Regions from separate parts of the Mus musculus genome. Here region 1 is linked to region 2. Evidence: chromatin contacts called from public HiChIP or PLAC-seq data. All regions are on one chromosome and are shown on one strand. Each heading gives the region's core, a stretch centred on a gene start, on an enhancer-like site or on the middle of the called end of the contact. The rest is flanking DNA. Distances are from core to core; before and after follow the strand shown. Region 1 has its middle 17 kb from the start of Gm26176. Region 2 overlaps Chd2 (chromodomain helicase DNA binding protein 2).

The links. HiChIP or PLAC-seq counts read pairs in DNA pulled down with a chosen protein or histone mark.
Region 1: a contact with region 2 is called in an H3K27ac HiChIP or PLAC-seq map of regulatory T cells, with 6 times the contacts expected there. The contact joins two enhancer-like sites. A contact is called at or near these places in 2 of 15 datasets of contacts at CTCF or cohesin (the NIH/3T3 cell line and large pre-B cells), 9 of 484 Hi-C or Micro-C datasets (CD4 T cells, the CH12 cell line, bone marrow-derived macrophages and 5 more), 32 of 115 datasets of contacts at active chromatin or transcription factors (the 230-238 cell line, CD8 T cells, the NIH/3T3 cell line and 22 more) and 4 of 9 other capture datasets (adipose tissue, embryonic stem cells, liver and 1 more).

What each region holds. Positions count from the first base shown.
Region 1 is chr7:73,626,680-73,630,557 of GRCm38.p6, forward strand. No RefSeq gene overlaps it. Among named protein-coding and RNA genes, the nearest start is that of Gm26176, 17 kb to the right of the region's middle. Within about 2 kb of position 1,637, at least 52 of the 459 cell types and tissues checked have an H3K27ac peak or open chromatin away from gene starts, as enhancers often do. A contact at or near this core is called in CD8 T cells, group 2 innate lymphoid cells, heart atrium and 1 more, where this site is marked.
Region 2 is chr7:73,478,648-73,482,276 of GRCm38.p6, forward strand. It overlaps Chd2 (chromodomain helicase DNA binding protein 2), which reads right to left. Exons shown (of 39, transcript NM_001081345.2): 18 at 2,314-2,476; 19 at 1,754-1,906; 20 at 12-83. Among named protein-coding and RNA genes, the nearest start is that of Chd2, 61 kb to the right of the region's middle. Within about 2 kb of position 1,349, at least 31 of the 459 cell types and tissues checked have an H3K27ac peak or open chromatin away from gene starts, as enhancers often do. A contact at or near this core is called in CD8 T cells, group 2 innate lymphoid cells, heart atrium and 1 more, where this site is marked.

The sequences.
Region 1 (3,878 bases), core at 387-2,886, 150 kb after region 2:
GCTGGGTCCCACACTGGTCATATGTCTGGGCCAGCCCAACAATGAATACTATGAACGTATTTCTCTTTACTATTTTAGGTCTATCCGTTCCTTTATCTCTACTGACCTTTCCCCGATCTGTGACTCCTCCTTTCTCTCTGGTCTCCAGTAACTCCTGTTTGTTTGTTTTTTCCCTTTAACTATTTTTTGTTTGTTTTTAAATCCACCTGCCTCTGCCTCCCGAGTGCTGGGATTAAAGGCGTGCGCCACCATGCCCGGCTCTTTAACTAATTTTTAAAAGACCTTTTTTTTCTTTTTCTTTTCTTTTCTTTTTTTTTTTTTTGGTTAATTTGTGTGTGTCTGTGGGTGCTAATGTGTGTTGGAGTGTTGACAGAGGCCAGGAATCAGAGTTGGATGTCCTGATCCTGGAGTTAGAGAAGATGGTGAGCCACCATGTGGGTGCTGGGAGCTGAATCCGGGTTCTCTGCCAGAGCCGCAAGCAGTCCCTTGCTTTGCTCTTAAAAATGTATTTATTTGCTGGGTGGTGGTGGCACACGCCTTTAATCCCAGCACTCAGGAGGCAGAGGTGGGTGGATTTCTGAGTTCGAGGCCAGCCTGGTCTACAGAGTGAGTTCCAGGACAACCAGAGCTACACGGAGAAACCCTGTCTTGAAAAACAAACAAACGAAAATGTATTTATTTTTGCATATATATGTGTACTGTGTGTGTGCCCGAGCATGCGTGCACACTCACACATGTGGAAGTCAGAGGACAGGTTTTGGGAGTCGGTTCCTGCCTTCCACCTTACCTTAAACGGCTGTCTCTCTTGGTCGTACTTACGTACATGCGTAGCCTTGTACAACAGACTAGTGGCCCAGAGGTGTTTTTAGGTGTCCTGATCCTCCTGTCTCAGCTCCCACTTTGCCACAGGAGACTGGGTGACTGACCAGCCATCTGCCTTTCCCTCAGCTGGCTTCGGGGATCACTGTTACTTGTCCTTGGCCCTTGCTTGTTTTGTTTTTGAGACTGAGCCTTACTCTGTACTCCAGGGCAGCTTGGGACTCACAGCAACCCTCTTTCCTCTGCTACCCAAGTCTCTGTAACCCATCGGCACCCTCAGGCATTCAAACCTTCCAGTTAAGTGCAAACTAGCTCTTGTTCAGTACAACCTTACCAAACAGCAAATATCCAGTTGTCACGGCCTCCGCCCTCAGTGATTTCCATATTTTCAGAGTCTCCTTCAGGACCAAGACTCCCCCAAAGCCCGGCCCTGCTCCAGGGACCACCACCCTCCACTGTCTATCAGGGAAGTCTACTCCTTGGCTCTCCCTTTCTGTCTCTCACCTCCTACTTTCCTCCTGGGCTCCTTCACCTTGTGCTCACCTTTTTTTTTTTTCCTCCAGCATGCCATCAGTTCTTCTGCACATTGAGTCACCAGCACTTGCCTAATCATGGAAGGGTGGTATTTCATGTGTGCACACATTGTTAATTTCTCTGCTTAGACTATAGGGTTTGTGGGGGCAGGGGTTGCCTCTTCTTCCATTAACCTGTTTATCCCAACTGCTCCCTCTGGTGCGGGGTACCTGGTAGGCACTGAATACACGCGTTGATGGAAAGAATACTAGTGCCTAAGAAGGCTTCATAGCCAATTACTGTATTGAGCGCTATCACTGCCATCTAGCGGTAATACAGTGTTATATGCTGCAGCCTTCTGGACGAGCTGGCAATCACTGGGTATAATAAATAGACTTGCCTTGTCTGGGGTGACCTATCAGGTATTTATGCCACTACCTGCTTGAAACATGAATGAGCTGCCTTTGGAAGTCACAAACAAAGGAGGCTTTATTCAGGCTCTATGGCCATTTTATACTGTCTCTCCTTATTTGAGCCATGTATTAGTGAAACCCAACCCCCCCAAAAAAAAAAAAAACAACCTGAAAACAAAACAAACAAACAAAGAAACAGCAGCAAAAATCCACTGGAATTTATTGAATTGCAGAGGTCCAGAACAAAACTCTCGATGGTGGCAAGAAATGCATCTTTGTGAATAGGCTTTGTAAATGGCGTGTCCCTTTTCAGTAAGTTTACACATTCAGTCATACAATTGGTAGCAGGAGAGGAGAGTATGTGCGGGGAGTATGTGCTCTTGTATCGAGAAGATCCCAGGACAACTTGGTGTGCAGTATCTATGCACAGCTCAAGAGCAATATCTCTTGGCATATACTTCCTAATTGTTTGACTTTGTGGCTTGATTGTCTGGCCTTCATGCCCCTACAAAGTTGCATATCTTCTGTAGATTCAATATTAAAGTGTATTTGATCCAGGTTATGGTGGCTCATGCCTGTAAGTCCAACATTACACAGTAAAGGGGAATGCTACCAGTTTGGGGCCAGTCTGAGCTCCAGAGGAGATTTCAGTTCAGCGTGGATGGAGGCTGAGTCAGGAAGACCACAAGTTCAGGGCCTGCACTGGTCACAGACTGTGTTCAAGGCCCATTTGGGGGAACTGAGTGAGGCATGTATCAAAAGAGGAGGAGGAGGAAGAGGAAGAGGAGGAAGAGGAGGAGGAAAAGGAAGAGGAGGAGGAGGGAGAGGAGGAGGAAAAGGAAGAGTGGAATCTTTAGTGGGGTTGACTATAATCCTTACTGTAACCTACCTGGCAGAAAAGAAGATACTCTTAATAGACACCATTGTCCCTCAATCAGATTAGCAGACTACTGTAACAATGAACTCCAAAGAAATGGAAAAGTCTCCAGGAATCTCATGCTGAGAGAAGAAAGGGCTTCAGGCAGAGGGGAAACCTGTGTCCTAGAAAGAGATTTCAAACAGTTGTAATAATTTGTTCGAGCACTTTATACAACGACACTGAAATCCAGATAATAGTGGGCTGGTAGGCAGGACCATACCTTGACCAGGAACACTTAGATGTTTTACCCTCTATCACGCCTTTGATCCTAGAACTCGGGAGGCAGAGGCAGGCAGATCTCTGAGTTCGAGGCCAGCCTGGTCTACAGAGAGAGTTCCAGGACATCCAGGGCTACACAGAGAAACCCTGTCCCGAAAAACCAAAACTTTGATCTCACTTCAGGACCCAGGAGACTGACTTGAGGGACTTGATGGATCACTTCATGTCTCTTCCCAATGTGGCCATACCGAATAAAGCTTCTTTTTCTGATTTCCTCTTTTACTTTGGGAGTTTTAGTTGGCTTGTTGAGGACGAGTGGCTAGACCTGATTGGGGGCACAGACACAAACACGTACAAATATGTACAGAGACAGACAGACAGACAGACAGACAGACACACACACACACACACACACACACACAGAGGCTAGGAGAGTATTCCAGCAGAATTCTTGCTTAGCATCTGTGACTTTGAGTTCTATGGTGGCTACTTGCAGAGGTTTTCTTTTCTTCTCTGAGACAAGGTCTCTTGTAGCTCAGGCTGGCTTGAGTTCTCTGTGTACCCAGGGATGGCCTTAAACTTCTGGTCTCCATGCTCCACATTGGAGCCATTACAAGTGTGCTGCCATACCTGGTTCAGGCTGTGTTGGGGGAGCAAACCTAGGATTTCGAGCAGGTTAGGCCAGCACTGTACCAACCGAGTCACATCACCAGCTCTGGACTCTCTTGATAGATTACAAAAAAAGGATGCACACTCACAGATGTGGTTGTCTGTCATGTGTGCCCTTTAATGTCTTATTTTATGCCAGATGTTTTTGAAAATAATTGAACAACCACCCAGAGAAAGAAATGAATGGTATTCTCCAGCTCTTATCTGGAGGGGATGTTTGCCAATAAATGTTAAACTAGGAAGATCCAGGTGTGGTGGCGTATGCTTGCAATCCCAGTACTCCAGAGGCTAAGGCAGGAGGATCATCGGTTCAAGGACAAATTCCT
Region 2 (3,629 bases), core at 99-2,598:
GCACAATGTACCTCAGACCCATCTGCATTGAAGTGATCCAGTGCCTGCTTTCGGATTTCCCCCTTGATAGAACCATCCAGGCGCTGTAAAAGGAAACCACAAGAAAAGTCTTGAGTGAGGAAGATCGGCCACACTCAGAATAGAACACCAAGCTTGCAACCTTCACCTCCCAGACTTCACTGAGTAAAAATAACTGGGAATGGCTGGCAAAGGGCTCTGAAGGTATGTGTAAACAGCATGGCTGCTGCGACCTCAGCTCTCCAGTTACAGACGCAAGGTCACAAGTTCCTAATTCAAAGGCTGACCCAAGGATCACAATGTCTACCAAAACCCACAAGGAAAGAGATGAAAACCCAGCCCGTGTGCTGAGGAGACAGTAACTCTAGTCACTTAGTAAGTGGCTCCTACTGAAAAACAATACATCTTAGGCATCATAGCTTTTTAACATTAAATGCTATAGAAACCAAACTACAGCACATTTGGAAACTACTGAAAACGTTCAAAATTAATTGACCATATATGGAGATTTTTCTAAAATTTACATCTAAAATCACTATAAACTATTCAAATAGTAAAACTGTATCATCAACTCAAGTCTCAGGCACTGACTCAAGCATATAATTTTTTATTAGTTATTTATTTTATTAGTTAGTTTATTACTTTGAGGTACAGGGCAATTACCAAATATATACACAAAGCAAATACTGAACTGTGTAATTAAAAGGCATGTCTCAGCATGTAGAACTACTTTCACATTTCATCCCTTAAAAATCATCCTTAAGATGAAACCTTGATTTTACAAAAGGTCAAGATGACTCAGGCAGAGTCTGCAAAGACCTATATCCCTGCAAGGCCATGAGAGGCACAGCCCCTTAAACCATAACAGGTACACACGTGGGAGCTATTGACCTTATAATAAATCTGCACAGAGACTGGAACCAAAGGCATTTGCAAAGGCAGGCTCACAACAGCATCTGAAGGAAGAAATCCCGCCTATAAAAGTCCACTGTACAGAAGCATCAAGTCACCTCTGCTGAGAAGTCACTACCACTTGTTTCAAGAACTCCTCCTGCTTGGCTCCCAGCCTCAAACCAAAGCCACACCCTACAGGGTTAAGATAAAACAACAAAGCTGCCTCTTTTCTTCTTAGAATCTGAGACTCTATTTCAGACTCACACTTCCTCCGACCTACTTTGACAATAGATAAAGACAGGTAGCACAGGTACTTTTCTCATGCCAAGTTTTCTTGTTGCTAATCTTTCCTTCTACATTGTCCTTAGTGCTACTGATCGTAGGGTTAGCAGGTAAAAAGCCTCTGGACCTGAGCTAAAGCTCAGATCTCACAGTGGAAAGAGAGAAATCAAGTCCTCATAGTTATCGTCTCATCTCCATTCGGGAACCATGGTACACACGCCTGTCCATGTGGCCTCATCCACTTATTCTCTCTAATAATAAAGTGTTGCCAGGCAGAGTGGCACATGCCTTTAATCCCAGAACTTGGAAGGCAAAGGCAAGTATGTGAGTTCAAGGCCACCTGGCCTACATAGTAAATTCCAGGACAGCCATGGCTGCACAGTGAAATCCTGTCTCAAAAAAACAAAACACAAACAACAACAACAAAGTGTTTTTTTAAAACGTATGACCTTCACATGGTCATTATCATCAGAGTAATCTAAAGGCAAGAAGAAAAGCAGGTCTGCCTGCAGCTTTAATGTTAGACTCTGGGGGGAAGAGAGTCACTGAGCCATCTTACCTGGAAAGGATAGTGTTTGATAGTCAGGTACTCGGCCAGGATATCCAACATCCTCACCATCTGAGAGAAGATAAGGACTCTGTTTCCCCTTTCTCGGAGTCTTGTCAACAGTTTGTCTAACAGGATCAGCTTCCCACTGCTCCTAATTAGAGACTGAAGATTCAGAAGACATCTCACTCGTTATGTTCAAACACAGTGCTCTTTAAACGCGGCACCCACGCTACTATGTACTTCCAGCATTGTTACTGAGTTTCCTCATCATGCTTGCTCCTTTGGAGACAAGGTCTCACTATGTAGCTCATGTGAGCCTTGAACAAGCTGTTCTCAAACTTAAGTCGCTTCTGCCTCCAGCACATATCCAAACACCCCTGTCATATCCAAGGGCTCTCTCAATTCCACGCCACTACTGACGTCTGGCTTTCCTTGTGTTTTTGAAAGCTTCCTTTGATACTCCTTGAAGGATAATCAAGGAAGAGAAGGAATACTTATACTTCAAATAAAACTCTAAAACAGCCCTGACTCACTCCAGAGGGCGAGTGCGAGCAAGAGGAGGTGCTCACCTGAAGGACCTCCTGGCCGCTCTCCCTCTCGCTGTCCTCGGGAGCTTTGATCAGATAACAGTGGTTGCAGCACTTTTTCAGCTCCATCACGATATTAAGGAAGCCAGATGTGCTGCCTCTGGTCCCTTTGGCAAGAGCCTTGTAATTCCTGGTCAGGATCCATCTGCAATGGGAAACATTCATTCAAGTAAGCAGGGCTTACGGCGCTGTAGGAAAGCAAAGTGAAAAGACAGATTTTTACTTTCTGTCTCCTGTAACCTAAACATGATCCTTCACATCTGCAGGCAGGCGTAAAAAGGTCAATGATTGAACCAAGTACGTCAACCTCACTGATCACAGGAAATCTAAAAGACAATTCTAGAAGGCTAAAGACACACTCGTGTGTGTGTGTGTGTGTGTGTGTGTGTGTGTGTTTAAAAAATCCTTTGAGAAAGCCCAAGTGAGCAGAGAACGGGCTAAATACACTACCTATCCACATTCAAATGGAATAGTCAGTATCCCAGGTAAGGGTGCCTGCATGGAGCACAACCATGATTCTGTCCTTTATCCCAGCACTCAGGAGGCTGAGTCTAGAGGAGTATTAAGGACAAGCCAAGGGAGAGACTATACAGTGAGATTCTGTCAAAGGGATGTGGAGAGAAGTGGAAGACAGACAGAAGGGTATCAACAACTAAGATGCTGAGGGAAGGAAGGAGATCTAAAACCTAGCCAAACCCACAAAGAGAAAGAAAATATGGTACTATTTAGTTGTAAAGAACTCGTTAAAGTGTTATCCACAAAGAGACCCTAGACCACGAATGTGCACTCTCCAAGTACCATCCTCCAGTAAACTAGTAGGTAAAACTCCTTAAGTGACTGGTTGGCTCTGGTTTGAGAGAGAAAAATGGTTAACATGAATATGGTGCACTCTATCATTTAGAGAATAAAGCAGCTATCAATTATAATAAGAATAGCATTCCTGAACCAGAACTCCGAATTCCAAACTCCAAAACGTTTGAAGGATGAACATGATGCCACAGATGGAAAATTCCACACCATACCTTAAACAGACCTAATCAAATGCAGGGGCACTGAGATAAGGATGAAGTGTGCGTGTGTATAAATGAACACATAGAAACATGAACACATGCACAATTTACAAAGTCAGAATGTACTGAAACACACAGCACTAAGGAGACTGAGGTATAAAGAAACATCAGTTTGAACCCAGCTTGTGCTATCCACAAGACTATCTTAAAAAGATAAAGTCGGTGTTTGTCTACAGAATATATGAAAGCCATACAACAAATTATACTAGATAAAGAGCTGCACAGATC